5 separate regions of the Mus musculus genome follow, and all the other regions are linked to region 4. The links are chromatin contacts, called in public HiChIP or PLAC-seq and promoter capture Hi-C maps. All regions are on one chromosome and are shown on one strand. The core of a region is the stretch at or near the end of the contact, and the rest is flanking DNA. Distances in the headings are between cores, read along the strand shown. Region 1 holds the start of Ptch1 (patched 1). Region 2 overlaps Ptch1 (patched 1). Region 3 holds the start of Fancc (Fanconi anemia, complementation group C). Region 4 holds the start of Slc35d2 (solute carrier family 35, member D2). Region 5 overlaps Fancc (Fanconi anemia, complementation group C).

Evidence for each region. Promoter capture Hi-C pulls out the DNA fragments that hold promoters and counts their contacts. HiChIP or PLAC-seq counts read pairs in DNA pulled down with a chosen protein or histone mark. Capture Hi-C pulls out chosen DNA fragments and counts their contacts.
Region 1: an H3K4me3 HiChIP or PLAC-seq map of bone marrow-derived macrophages shows a contact between it and region 4, with 4 times the contacts expected there. The contact joins the promoter of Ptch1 here to the promoter of Slc35d2 in region 4. A contact is called at or near these places in 16 of 39 promoter capture datasets (the 3T3-L1 cell line, the C10 cell line, the HPC-7 cell line and 9 more), 10 of 115 datasets of contacts at active chromatin or transcription factors (astrocytes, bone marrow-derived macrophages, embryonic midbrain and 6 more) and 4 of 9 other capture datasets (adipose tissue, embryonic tail, liver and 1 more).
Region 2: a promoter capture Hi-C map of liver shows a contact between it and region 4, with 3 times the contacts expected there. The contact joins the enhancer-like site here to the promoter of Slc35d2 in region 4. A contact is called at or near these places in 5 of 39 promoter capture datasets (the C10 cell line, cranial neural crest, embryonic stem cells and 2 more), 1 of 484 Hi-C or Micro-C datasets (embryonic stem cells), 2 of 115 datasets of contacts at active chromatin or transcription factors (astrocytes and embryonic stem cells) and 2 of 9 other capture datasets (adipose tissue and macrophages).
Region 3: a promoter capture Hi-C map of adipose tissue shows a contact between it and region 4, with 2.7 times the contacts expected there. The contact joins the promoter of Fancc here to the promoter of Slc35d2 in region 4. A contact is called at or near these places in 2 of 39 promoter capture datasets (the C10 cell line and neural stem cells), 7 of 115 datasets of contacts at active chromatin or transcription factors (the 230-238 cell line, the NIH/3T3 cell line, astrocytes and 4 more) and 2 of 9 other capture datasets (adipose tissue and liver).
Region 5: a contact with region 4 is called in an H3K27ac HiChIP or PLAC-seq map of embryonic stem cells, with 2.1 times the contacts expected there. The contact joins the enhancer-like site here to the promoter of Slc35d2 in region 4. A contact is called at or near these places in 6 of 39 promoter capture datasets (the 3T3-L1 cell line, cranial neural crest, hippocampal neurons and 3 more) and 1 of 115 datasets of contacts at active chromatin or transcription factors (embryonic stem cells).

The regions. Positions count from the first base shown.
Region 1 is chr13:63,564,324-63,567,023 of GRCm38.p6, reverse strand. Ptch1 (patched 1) reads left to right here and starts at 1,289. Exons shown (of 24, transcript NM_008957.3): 1 at 1,289-1,662. The coding sequence starts at 1,504. RefSeq lists an enhancer at 551-730.
Region 2 is chr13:63,543,756-63,546,455 of GRCm38.p6, reverse strand. Ptch1 (patched 1) reads left to right here. Exons shown (of 24, transcript NM_008957.3): 4 at 1,150-1,219; 5 at 1,329-1,420. Among named protein-coding and RNA genes, the nearest start is that of Ptch1, 21 kb to the left of the region's middle. Within about 2 kb of position 1,400, at least 10 of the 459 cell types and tissues checked have an H3K27ac peak or open chromatin away from gene starts, as enhancers often do. A contact at or near this core is called in liver, where this site is marked.
Region 3 is chr13:63,430,374-63,433,073 of GRCm38.p6, reverse strand. It overlaps Fancc (Fanconi anemia, complementation group C), which reads left to right and starts at 1,329. Exons shown (of 15, transcript NM_007985.3): 1 at 1,329-1,624.
Region 4 is chr13:64,127,882-64,130,581 of GRCm38.p6, reverse strand. Slc35d2 (solute carrier family 35, member D2) reads left to right here and starts at 1,252. Exons shown (of 12, transcript NM_001001321.3): 1 at 1,252-1,396. The coding sequence starts at 1,275.
Region 5 is chr13:63,352,237-63,354,936 of GRCm38.p6, reverse strand. All of the region lies in intron 6 of Fancc (Fanconi anemia, complementation group C), which reads left to right. Among named protein-coding and RNA genes, the nearest start is that of Mir3074-1, 52 kb to the right of the region's middle. Within about 2 kb of position 1,401, at least 10 of the 459 cell types and tissues checked have an H3K27ac peak or open chromatin away from gene starts, as enhancers often do. A contact at or near this core is called in embryonic stem cells, where this site is marked.

The sequences.
Region 1 (2,700 bases), core at 40-2,539, 560 kb after region 4:
ATAGAGGAGTGAGAGGGGTTTTTAAAAGGGCTGGCTTTTCCCAACATCCTTGCTCGCCTCTTTAACTTTCCATTTTGTTTATCTTAATACGAGGCGTTGTTCCCTGCGAGAGTCTAAGTCTTGCCTTTGGTTATAAAAGAAAAGAGGAGAAAAAAAAATTGGCACACACTGGCGCACTATCCACCACCCTGTCATTATTGGTGCAGGCCTGGGAATTCAAGCCGGACCTCCCAGTATTTGCTGCAGCTTGAGGCCAAAGTGCCTCTAAAAGGGTTTTCTTTGAGGAATCTCAGAAATTGTTTAAGCGCTTAAAAAAATATATTACCTATCCCTCATGTCTATTGCGAGGCAAATGCTCCTGTACGTGTGAGTGTGTGCGTGTGTATGTGTGTCTGTGTGTGTGTGCGCGCGCGCTCGCAAAAGGCGTCTCGAAAAAGAAGACACTGTTGAAAAGAAAAGAAATAAGAAAGAAAGGAGGGGGGAGCATTCCTTAATGGAAGTATTGCATGCGAGAGGGTTGGCGCTGAGCGAGCGCCCCCCCACCCCCAAGCCTGGGATGCACACACGGGGGTTGCCTACCTGGGTGGTCTCTCTACTTTGGTGAGCTGTTGCTAAGCAGCTAATAATAGTCATGTTTGCTGAGTAATTTCTGCCCTCCAAGAGCCAATCGCGTTGCAGAAACCCAAGCCATCTGACAGCCCCGGGGGCGGGAGTTCCAGCCTTTTTCTCTTTCGCTCGCTCTTTCCCCCTCCACCCCCTCCCCTCCTCCTCCTCTTTCTCCAAATGGAGAGAGTTCTTTTTTTTCTTCTTCCATCTCATCTATTGAGTCAAGGAGCTGCTGCGGCCGCTGCCCGCTGCACACACACAGAGCGGAGTCCCCAGGTCCCGGTAGCGAAAGAAGCGCGCGGCGCGGGGGCAGAATGGTCCAGCGGGTCGGTGAGGAGAACAAGAAAGCAGAGTCCGGGACCGAGCAGCCACCGCGAACCCAGCAGCCAGAGAGCGACCAGCCGTTTCAGAAGCCGCCACCGCCAACTCCAGCCGCAGCCGCAGCAGCACCAGCAGCAGCAGCGGCAGCCCCGGCCCGGCATCGTTGAGACTCGCCGGGTACCGTCGCGTCGCCCGCAGCGGGCGCCGAGGGAGCCGGCGCGAGCGGCGGGGGTCTGCGCGCGCCTTCTGCCGTGAAGGGGTCGCGGCGCGGGGCGGGGACGTCTGGGGGGGACTTGGGGACCGCGAGGCGCGCCCTGGAAGCGCCGGCTCTCGCCTTCCCGCGAGCTGGATGTGGGCAGCGGCGGCCGCAAAGACCTCGGGACTCACGCGCAATGTGGCAATGGAAGGCGCAGGGTCTGAGTCCCCGGCAGCGGCCACGGCCGCAGCACCCGCAGCGCCCGCCGTGTGAGCGGCAGCAGCGGGTCTGTCACCCGGAGCCGGAGTCCCCGGCGGCCAGCAGCGTCCTCGCGAGCCGAGCGCCCAGGCGCGCCCGGAGCCCGCGGCGGCGGCGGCAACATGGCCTCGGCTGGTAACGCCGCCGGGGCCCTGGGCAGGCAGGCCGGCGGCGGGAGGCGCAGACGGACCGGGGGACCGCACCGCGCCGCGCCGGACCGGGACTATCTGCACCGGCCCAGCTACTGCGACGCCGCCTTCGCTCTGGAGCAGATTTCCAAGGTGCACTTCTGTCCCCTCCTCCCTCTTCACTTTTCCCTCTTCTTCCTCCTTGGGATCCCTGCCACACAGACACACACACACACTCCTGAGAAAGCAGCAGACAAGTGAAGGTTGAAAAATTCAAACCCTCCCTCCGGACTTTGGAGGAAAGGGCTGTCTGAGGTCCGCAGGGGGTGGAGGGGTGCCTGTGTGTGTGCGTGCGTGTGTGTGGTGTGTGCGCGCGCACACGCCCTCCCTGGTGTGCCTTTTCCGGAGCTTTGGAAACCGTCCTGAGTGGACCACCTCCAGGGCGGCCGCAATGCGGCACTGCCTTCGGCCCCAGCGCCTTTCTCCCGCGCCCCTGCCCACGGTTGCAGCCTAAAGTTCGGCGTTGCCACATTTCTTAACCTCTTTGAGGGGGAGGCGGAGTGGAGAGAGGCGGAGAGAGACAGAGGGGAGGGAGCCAAAGTAAAGGTGGTTTCCTTTTTTGGCAGCCGGTTCTGCTTTCGTTGAGCTTGAAATCTCTGCTCCCTTAAAAATTATTCTCGGGAGAGGACGTCCCCTCTCTTCCAGGTCTTGGGCCGCCTCTTCTCCCAGCCTGCCGGGGAGGGGGGCAGTTGTAAACAAGTTGCCACCTTAAATCTTCGGTACGGGTGTGCGGAACGGCCGGGTTCATTGTGTTTACGAGGCTGGCTGAAATGTGTGGAATCCGGGGAAGGCAAGCACCTAGCCTGGGGCCCGCAGGGGCCCTGGCCAGCACCCCGGGCTCCGCCGCCCGGAGAGCAGCCTGCGCCCAGCCAGGACCCCCGCCGGCGCCGGCCTGGGCCTCTTCCTTGTGCACTCGGCTATTTTAAAGAGTTCACCAGGAGGGAATGGGAGAGGGAGGAAAGATCCTTGTGGCCGCCCTCTTCCGAGCACAAATAGTGTAAGTTGTAGATGGCTGCCGCATTTCCTAACTGAGCTCCCGCGGTGTCTCCTAAGGCTGTGGAAAAGAGTGTGGACCGAACTCTGGCTGCGGGGCTCACCACGTGGACCTCGCGTACAGCCACACCGGGGCCA
Region 2 (2,700 bases), core at 151-2,650, 580 kb after region 4:
CTTATATTGGGGTGTGTGTATGTGTGTGTGTGTGTGTGTGTGTGTGTGTGCACATGCGAAACACATAGAACACTTACCTGATCGATGGGTTGATAAGTGTCGGAGGGGAGAGATAGGCGGATGAATGAATGAATGATACCAGGGAGAGAAATACAGTCAGTACAGGTAGAAACAGACAAAGCCAGGCATGAACAGGGCCCACCCTTCATACACCAGGTACCAGGTAAGACTGGAGCCAGGACTCTACATAAGGGTTGTTTTCACCAGCATTAGGCAAAGAAAACTTTTGATTAGCAGGAAGGTAGAGGTTTGAAAGGGCACTAAGAGAAAGATGGAAAAGTCCTAGAAGAAAGTGTAGGGAAGAAGATGCAAAGTATCAAAAATGCCCTTGGGAGAAGGCAGGTCCCCCTGAGGAGACCAATAAAATATAACTGGTGGGGGGAGGGGGTAATTTTTATTTTCATTCCTTCGATTTCCTGTCTTTACTCTTTCCAAATATCCTTTTATTTTTGAGTAAAGCGTCTTTCCCTAAACACGTTGAGAAAGCCATGAGTTTGCAGAACACTCTCTGAGAGATACTAAAACCAAATTAATTCGTGGTCCATGCATTTAATGTCCTGTCTACCTGGTGGAGGTTGTTTATAACATTAAGAGCAGGAAAGTTTGTTTCAAACGTGACCAAAAATAACATAAGCTAGTAAAAAAGAGAAAAAGGCAAGCCAGTAATACTCTCCCACCTGAGTCTATCCCAGCACACGCCACACTAGCCCAAGCTCCGCCTATTTTGAATTTGTGATAATTCCACTGGATTGTTGCAGGTTGTTTAATGTGTGTGGAAAAGCAGATTAATGGTGTAAACAAGATTATTGGTAGAACACTTAAGGAAACAAGACTTCAAGTACTTCGGTAGCATTCATTTACATAAACACCCCACATCTTAATTACGATCCAGTGTTATCTATTCATTAAAGCGGGGCTTGCCGGCTTTCTCCTTGGCAAAAGCTCTGCTGGTTTTGACAGATGCTTCAGCGTGATCGAAATTACAGCCTTTTGCTAAGTCCTGTTGTTCCTGTTTTAAGCTCATTTCCTTGCAGTAAGAAGCATTTTTGTTTTAGTTTTTTTATTTCTCTTCACTTTCCATCCCAATAGGCAATGGAAGTTGGAACATTTGTGCTACAAATCAGGGGAACTTATCACGGAGACAGGTTACATGGATCAGGTACATTCTTTTCTTGTTTGCAGAGAGGGGAAAGTGTTCAAAATTTCTGGAAACAACCCGAGCAGCGAGTGTGAGCCTAAAGCACCCCTATTGTTTTTTGCTTTGACAGATAATAGAATACCTTTACCCTTGCTTAATCATTACACCTTTGGACTGCTTCTGGGAAGGGGCAAAGCTACAGTCCGGGACAGCATACCTCCTGTAAGTGCACCCTCAGTGTCCAGCCGCTGGACTCAGTGACAGTTTCCGGTGTGGCTTATCATTGTTTATTCTGTTTCAGTTTTGGACAAGAAATAAAAACATTGAAATTCCATGCGCATTTTTTTGAGTGAATGGTGGGGGGGGAGGGGATTTCAGCAGAATGTTTTTTTCCTCTTTTCAGAAACAGTTCTGTAGGCATCATTAGATTTCATTCACTTTTACCAACCTATTTATATGCAAATAAAATGCAAATCATTGCACAGTCTGTACAATTTTTTAAAAACTCTTTATAAAATGCTCGTAGTTATGCAGACCAACACTCAGACATTTAAGAAGATAATTTATTACTGGGTTCTTGTCACAAGGAAATACTTCAGCTAAGGTTCAAGATATTCCTGCAGAGAAAAATATGGACCCTACTTTGGATCATGGTAATGATGTTTAAGCGGGGAAATGCGCTGTCTATAAAGGCCGTGATAAGGGATGCTTCGTAGCTCAGCAGTTAGGAATTGCATACACCACACCATTTAAAGAATGATGGTTACTCGGTGTAGACTTTCTTCAGCTAATTATGCGAGAGTTAGTGCTTGGGTTATTGTTTCCGTCCTGGCCCGCACATATCTGCAAAAGCAATTTGCAGTGGCCATCCCCTGACCTTCAGTGTACAGTTTTAGATGGGAAATAAGGGGTTTTGTGTTTTCTGGTTGGGAGACTCTGAATAATGACTTCAGCCTGGTTAAGCAGCTACAGTACGGTTTGAACCACATAACAGGCAGCCAAAAGCCTTTCTGGTCTGTCAACAGCCCAGTTTCCAAAGTGAGTGGGGGGTTAGGAGTGGCTGTAATAGTGGTGATGGTAGAGTCCCGGGGGGGGGGGGGCGCTTGCCCACCCCACTGGCAACCTGTGAGAGGGACCTCGTAAGAATGATTGTTAAAGTTAGCAGATCAAATACTTGGATTGGTCACATTTAAAAAGCAGTTTTTAAGCAGGCAGGTAATATTGTAATTCATTCTTTCGGTTTTTCACTTTGGAGCTCAGAAGAACCCATCCCTCCCCCCACCAGCTAATTTTTTTTAAAGGTATCAAATACTATATCAGGGGATTAAGATTGTCTGTTGGTTCCCTTAATTTGCAAACCCTGCTTGCCATCCTCAGCCATGGATTCTTTTCCTGACTTAAGTTTGCCAGTGGCTTTACTGGGAAAGAACTTTTATATTTTCTCCTTTCCTTTATACTCAGGCCCCAGAGTTTTGCTTTAATAAGCCTGTGTTGTGCAAATG
Region 3 (2,700 bases), core at 80-2,579, 700 kb after region 4:
GGGGTCTCCCTTTAAATTTTGATGTTGTTATTTTGTGTGTGTGGATATTATGACTTATTAATGTTTGTGCAGTGTGGTGCCGAAGGAGGCCAGAAGAGGGCATCAGATCCCTTGGACAGGGGTTACTAATAATTGTGAGCTGCCATGTGGATGCTGTGACTCAAACTCAGGTTCTCTGGAAGAGCAGCCAGTGCTCTTAATGGCTAAGCTATCTGTTACACCGCTCCCTTAATTAAAGCATACAGGTAATCTAATTCAGCAGTTGTTTTTCTACAACCCAATGTCTTTCGGCTAGTCTTTATTCTTCTCTTTCAAATTCAATTTACAATAAACAGAAAGATCGTGGATTAAAGGAGTGTGCTAGGGCTAAGCCACACGTGTAGAGATAGTTTTTTCTAGTATACAACCTCGGGATTCACAGTATGATCAAATATCCTGCAACAGAGTATTTAAATAAGAGCTATTTATTACAGGCATATATTCCTCCCTACATGTTATTTTTAAGGCACTAAGTTGTGGTCTTATTACAACGAATGGTTCTTAGGCACTAATTAAAAAAAAAAATTTAAGCCGGGCGTGGTGGCACACGCCTTTAATCCCAGCACTCGGGAGGCAGAGGCAGAGGCAGAGGCAGGCAGATTTCTGAGTTGGAGGCCAGCCTGGTCTACAAAGTGAGTTCCAGGACAGCCAGGGCTATACAGAGAAACCCTGTCTCGAAACAAACAAACAAACCAAAAAAATCTAAAAGTTTAAGGTTATCCTGACTCTTCCCCAATTCAAACATCTGTAAATAACCATGCAGATCTAAATTTGAAAATCTTTAAGAAAGGGCTGGCAAGATGGCTCGCTCATCAGGTAAAAGCTCCTACCACCAAGTTGAAGACTGGGTACCTGCATTAGTGAGAGAACTGATTCCCACAAACTGACCTCTAGGTTCACCTGGCATGCACACAAATGTAATGTTAAAAATTCAAGAATAAAAGATAAGCCATGTCTCACTTGACAAGAAGTTTCCACTTATGTGGCGTAAATGCAACTTTGAACCGATTTGAACCTGAACTAAGCAGTACATGGGCCTGACTAGGGATTGGAGCGATCACTAACCACAGACAAAACTCGTTTGTGGTTGGGCCCAGCAGGCTTGAACCCTATGTGGAGTTTGACCTATCTGGCAACTCCCGTCTCTCAAGAACCACATTCCAGGGCTCTCTCTTCTCTAAAGCCCTCACTCGGCGCCGCGAGTTAGCTATAGCCCGTAGTCGCCCACTTCCTCCAGGAGAGATTCAGATCTTCCCATCATGCCGCGGGAGCGCGCTGGGCCCCAGAGTGCACTGCGCGTGCGTGCGAGCGCGCGCGCAGCCCCACTCCCTTGCGGCCGCGGGAAAATTCCAAACACGTCAAAACAAAAAAAGTTCCGTGAGGCTGTGCCAAGTTTTCAAGCCGCAGAAGCCGGGCGGTGGCTTCTTTTCCGCCGCGGCCCAGTCTGCTGAGGCAGCTCTGGGTGAGGACCACCCGGGAAGACCGCCGTTTCCTGCTAGGGCAGAGAAGACTCGCGAGAACGTGCGCCCGAGTCTCAACGTGGGCGAGCCGCGCTCCCGCGGCGCGGTGGAGCTGAGGCAGGACGGTGAGAAGCTACGGTGGGCGGGTGCGAGCCGCGGGAGGGCGGGGCGGGATGTGGGGGGTTGGGGGGGGGGGAAGATATAGCCCGGCAGGAGGCGGGGCCTGGCGGGAGGCGGGGCTAGAGCCAGGTGGGAGGTGAGGCCGACGGTGAGGGGCGTGGCTAATCGGGGAGTTGAACCCAGCTTGGCAGTGGCCGACAGACGCGGTGGGCGTGACCACACGGAAACTGATCTCGGCGGGAGCCCGCACGACTTAGAGGGGCCGCTCCACAAGGGAGAGGAGCCGGAGGGGGGCTGCGCCATCGCAGATGAGCCCGGCGGGGCGGGACCGACAGTGAGGGGTGGGGTCTAAGGCCCAAGGTGAAGCTTGGTGAGCTTGGCTCGCGGCGATGGTAGAGAGGCATCTGTCCTTTACCCTTCGTCCCCATTTATTTTTATTTTTATTGTTTTAAGCAAATCCTCTCCCTCTGGTTTCAACGTAGCCGCAGGTACTTTTGGAAGGACTGGGGCAAAGGTGAAGCTTATTGCTCGCCATCCATTAGAGCAGCTCTGCTCAGGGTCTCAAGATCGCCCTCCCACAGCTGCTTGAGTGACAGGCCCAGAGGCCCATTCAAGGCCTGAGAGTGTTTAATGCTTGTGTCTTGCTGTCTTGCTGCCTTACTGGAACAGTTTTTAGGTGCTTGGGCTTGGAGGGGGTGCTGGATGAAAATCTTGGAACAGGCCAATGATATTGAAGACCTCTGTGTGCCTGGACTTTTCCTCTAGTATGAGATGATTCGAAAAATCCCATCCCTCATTAAATTAATCTAAGCGGGTGTGACCGACGTGAGATACCTATTTGTGGATGGCCCTCGCCTTTAGGGTGCTTCCAAATGGCAGATTTAACGCTCACAATTGAACAACTGGCGGTTATGTGTGTGTATGTAGAGGCCAGAGGTGGTGTCAGGAGTGCCCCATCTTTCCCTCCTTATTCGTCCCCCGCCTCTCCTCACACCCATCACATTTGGCTTGTAGGTCACCTGACTTTGCAAGCCCTTGGGGTTATGCCTTTCTCTGCCTCCCCATTGCTGAGATGACAAAT
Region 4 (2,700 bases), core at 3-2,502:
TCTGTAGACCAGGCTGGCCTCGAACTCAGAAATCCGCCTGCCTCTGCCTCCCAAGTGCTGGGACTAAAGGCGTGCGCCACCACGCCCGGTGTGGGTACTTTTTCTTAACCTACAACACACCTCAGTGGTACATGATGGAGAGAATGGTCATGTTGGCAGTTTTCTGTGCCCCTTCAATACCCCCAATGCAGAACACCCAGAAGAGATACACACAGATGGACCGGGGACACCTCCATGTTCTCCTATCCAAACCAAGCCGCTGATCTCCCCTAAGCTATGGATTGTTTGTTTCTGCTGGCATTTATCCAACTGCCAGGAATCTTCCCATGGTCCAGGTTGAGCTGGGCCTATACTCAATTTTGAACCAAGTCAGTGAGCCTGCGCTTTGGCCACGGAATGAGGAGCCCTTTGGACCTAACACTGGTGTGTGCAGTCAGAACTCAAAAAAACACTATTTTGGCTGTGGAATGCAAGTTAATACTGATCAAAGTGCAATACATCTGAACATGAGAACAAACTTGAGAGTCGTTCTACAGCTTTGAGCTTTTATTCACAAGAACCAGGGATCCTGGGGCTGCTGTCCTAGGGAGAAGTGGGCCTTTTGTGAGGGAGGCCTGAATTTACCAAAAGTGTCCAGAGGAAGAGAAGCCGAATACATGGCATTTATGGTGGATGCCAGTCTTAGGCATTTATGAACGAGAAACAGAAGCGTTCCGCACGAGCACTTGTCTTGAAGTATGCCTGGAAGCATTTTTAGTAATAGTTGTAAATTGGGAATTACCATCATGCCAACCACCGGGGTAGATGGGGGCGCTCTGAACACACGCAGGGAGGTGTAGCCCAGCACCACAGCTGATACACCCTAAGTACTCAGGGGGACTCTTGCCCTTTGTGGGGATGTTGTACTCAGATTTACGTGTTTGCTTGGTTCTGTTCATTTGTCAAGAACGCATCTGTAACTCACTAATCAGGCGCGTCCCGTAGGACATAAATTATACTTTTTAAAAACAAACAAACAAAAACGGAAACGAACCTCAGCCTTTCTGGGGGTGCCGGCTAAGGCAGTTTTTCGGCTTTCCCGGGAGGTGGACACCTCCAAGGAGAGAGCGCACTAGAAGCACCAGTGCGTGGTGCGGGGGTGCGGGGTGCGGGGTGCGGGGCGGGCCGTGGTCGGAGTTCGCGCCCAGGCTCTTCCTGTTCCTGCCGCACCCTCTTCCCGGGCCGCTGGGGGCGGGACCGCGGGCTGGGTTTGGGCCGGGCGGCGGAGGGCAGAGATGGAGGAGCCCAACGCGGCGCCGTTGCCCTCTCGCCTGGCCAGGCTGCTGTCGGCGCTCTTCTATGGCACATGCTCCTTCCTCATCGTGCTGGTCAACAAGGCGCTGCTGACCACATACGGGTGAGGCTGGTTATGAGGGATGCAGGGTGGCCGGGGCTTGGAAAGCCGAGTGTGCTCTGCCTTTACCAAGTCACTACCCAACAAAGTCCACTTGGGATCAAGAACATACACCAGCTGAACTTAAAAGCCACCTTTGCAAGCATTAAGTAAGTTCAGCAACTGAGAAAAAAGTGACGACTTATTTTAAGACAGGCATTCATCAGATAGTTCACGCTGGCCTCGAACTCAAATCCTCATGACTGAGCCTCTCTAGTGCTGTTATTACAGGTTACAACATCATAAACATAAATGTATTTTGAGCAAATCATTACCTTTTAATCTTCGTGGTGTTTTTGAGACAGGATTTCATGCACCCCAGGTTAACTTCTGGACTACCTAATAGTTTTCCTGTCTCCACCTTCCATGTGTGACACCACACCTGTTTTGTACAGAGGAAGCCACCCAAGGCTTTTCATTTTCACTGAGATACATCTCCAGCTCCAAGCAAAACAAACGAAACAAAACAAAAATGCATGTTCCACCGATTACATCTGGACTTGTGTGGTTTGTTTATATAGGCTAATCATCCATTCTCAAATAACCATCGTATTTCTGGATAATCAGAACAACTAGAAGTTTACAAGATCAGCTTTTTTTTTTTTTTTTTTTTTTTTTTTTTTTTTAAGATCAGAGTGGAATGCACCAGCAACTCTGTGCTTCTTTGAACTTATTTGTAAAGACTATAATAATATCCTATTTAATTCTACTCTGTGGTTGAATCCGGAGAGAACTGTGGTTTTAAATCTGGCCCCAGGGGTGATTGCTCCCTGGCCATACTTAGCATTTTCCTTAGATGCAGAACCTAGCTGACTATAAGCATGGTATTAACCTCCTAGGGCCTTGCCTGAGCTGCCACAACCCAGGGCTCTTTGTAAACCCCACAGTTCTGCTTTTTTTTTTTTGTCTTATATTTGGGAAAACTCAGATCCATATCGGGTCCACAAGTTGTAAGTCCAACAGATACTATTGAGTACCTACTATGCTGATCCCATGGTATGTTGTGGAAAAAATGGTATAGACCATGTGGAACATCTTCGATGGAAGTTCTACTTCAACAACAAACAGGTTCAAGAACTGATAAAGCATTGCAGATGTGACCCAAGAGAGAAGAGGGTCAGAGGTTGGGGCCAGAACATCAGGCAGAAGAGAGCAGCAAGAGCTTGGCTTCCTGGAAGAGCAGAGAGAAAGTCAACTTGGCTAGATGACTGGAAGGGAGTGACCAAGTACCAAGAAGACCCCCAGGAGAACTTTACAGGAGGGCGGGG
Region 5 (2,700 bases), core at 152-2,651, 780 kb after region 4:
ACGGACAACACAGTCATACACATCTATGCAAAGAAAACAGGGTTAGTTGATATCTTTGGTGGATATGTGAGTAGTAGATCTATACAGAGCTTAGTACCACTAATTACCAGGGAAATGCAAACCAGAACTGCATAGCAGTTTATATAAATAAAGGTGTAAGGAGGCTGGATGTAGTATTGTATATATCTTTAACTTCAGCACTCAAGAGATAGAAGCAGGCAGATCTTTGAGTTCTGAGACTAGTCTGGTCTACTTAGTGAGCTCCAGGCCAACTAAAGCTACATAGTAAGATTCTGTCTCCAAAAAAAAAAGGGAGAAGAAGAAGAAGAAGAAAAAGAAGAAGAAGAAGAAGAAGAAGAAGTAGTAGTAGTAGTAGTAGTAGTAGTAGTAGTAGTAGTAGTAGTAGTAGTAAGGGAGGGAAGCGTTAGATAGCTTTAGTATGTTGTGTTGTGTTGTGTTGATGATGATGTGGAGAAATGACATCATGCACTGCTGGTGAGAATGCATTGTGGCATAGCTACTGTACACAAGCCATAGTGGTTCATTCACAAAGAAAAATAGATCTGGTGTGATGCTGCATGCCTGTGATCTCAGCACTTGGGAGGGGGGAGTCCGAGGGTCCAGAGTCCAAGGCCAGCTGTGGCTACATGAGACTTGGTCTTAAACAAGCAAGTAAATGGAGTTTCTGCATGGCCACTTCCACTTCTGCTTATATATTCAAAAGAATTGAAAAGATAATTTGCAAACCTATGTTGGTTGTATTTTACATACTAGCCAAGGGATAGAAGTAACCTCTATGCATCTTGTTAGATGAAAGCATGGCATAGACACAACTAAATTTTTATCATCCTTAAAAAAAAAAAAAAGAAAGAAAAAAGGAAAGCCCTGTTGAGTGCTCTGACATGGTCCATCTGACACTACACAATGAAATAAGCCAACCACCAAGAACAAATGCTGCCTTCCGCTCACCTGTAATATCCAGAGTAGCCAGTCTCTCAGAAGGTAGAATTCTGTTTGCCATGGGCTGGGAGGAAGGGAGGCAGGAGTTCTTGGTTGATAAAGAGTTTTAATTTTGTAAGATGTGGAAGTTGTGGAGATCTTTTGATAAGATGATGGTTTGAAAGGTTGATATAATGAGGGTTTTACTATCACCTGGGGATACTCTTTAAGTGTTGGTGATTTCAGGAAGATATAGGTTATTTTCAAGTAAGGCTAGAAGAGGTCCATGATAAATCTCCTTGCCACAGATCCTCTGGGCCCCTTTGTCTGCTTGGAACGGGTCTCTAGTCTCGGGTGGGCAAAGCGTCATATGAATTGACTGACAGATGCACACAGGAGAGGTTGTGTAGAATCTGAATGTAATGTCAAATGGAGCATCAGACTTTTTATACAGAGACAATAAGGAAGTTGGGTGGCACACTTGCAAGGTACAAAGAGGTTACTGGATTCTTACATAAAACAGAGGAATGCAAACACAGAAAGTCTAACAAGGACCACCTGGGATAGAATTCATTGTTAACAGCTGGGATCAACAAGGGTTCCACCTAAGATTCACTTAATCTTAGAAGCCAAGGTCAAGGGCTTCGTGCCCTTGCCATAGTTCCTATTTTAGTCTATTGTATAGTCCACCTTCCCCTTAGGCCATTGTAAATACGTGTGTGTATGGGTGTAACTCAGCTATAGTTCTAAGTATCTATTCTGGTTTCTCCTTCGGTCTGAAACTTCCTTCTTCCTTGGTGATGGTAAATTCCTGTGTAGGGGAGTGACTTAGCTTTTAATCAAAGTGATAGTGTAATACCAGAGGCTATTCTGAATGTCACTGAATAGCAACATTCTTACTGAATTCCAAGCCCATGGTCTTGCTCAAAGATGTTCTTAGGACTGTTGGAACACTGGTGAAGGCTTTAGCTATGTCAGAATTCAATCTTAAAAAGCACTTATAATAGGATAATACTAAAAGAGAGCATGTGGATCCATCCACTAGACTAACGCGGGAATGGAAAATTAATGTATGGGTTAGAGAGAACACCAGACTCCAGGAGTGAGTTTCCGTGAAACTCTTTTGCCTCGTGAGTAGCTTCCAAGCCTCAGCCTGTCAAGCTGACTCGACCGGAGAGCGTGGCATCTCCTTAACAATTTTAAAGTCACTTGGCATTGGTGGAGCACACCTTTAATCCCAGAACTCAGGAGGCAGAAGCAGGCAGATCTCTGAGTTCAAAGACTGGTCTACAGAGCGAGTTCTAAGACAACCAAGGCTACACAGAGAGACCCTGTCATGAAAAACAAAACAAAACAACAACAACAAAATTTAAAAGTCTACTATAAAATTAGGTAGAGCTTGGCTTATCAAAATACAGGCAAGCAATAGATATCCCTCTGAAGAAGTTCATGGCATTTGTGGATCCAGCCTGAGGCTTGTCAGATATCTAGAGATACAGTTCAAGAGGGAGTTATGTAGCTTTCCAGACAGCATTACAGTAAGTGTTAGGCTGTGACTAGTTGCCAGAGCAGTACTCCAAACGACTTCTGTGTAAGAAGTGAACTGCAAAAGGCTTGATGCTAAGCACATATTGCTAGAGCCATCATCCTGTATGGTTGTCTCTAGCCTCCCAGCTTTCTACAGCAAGCCACAGGACTATACCTTGAGATGACTCTTGCAAGGTTCACAGCATCACACCTTGTAGCTGTGATAGCAGAGAC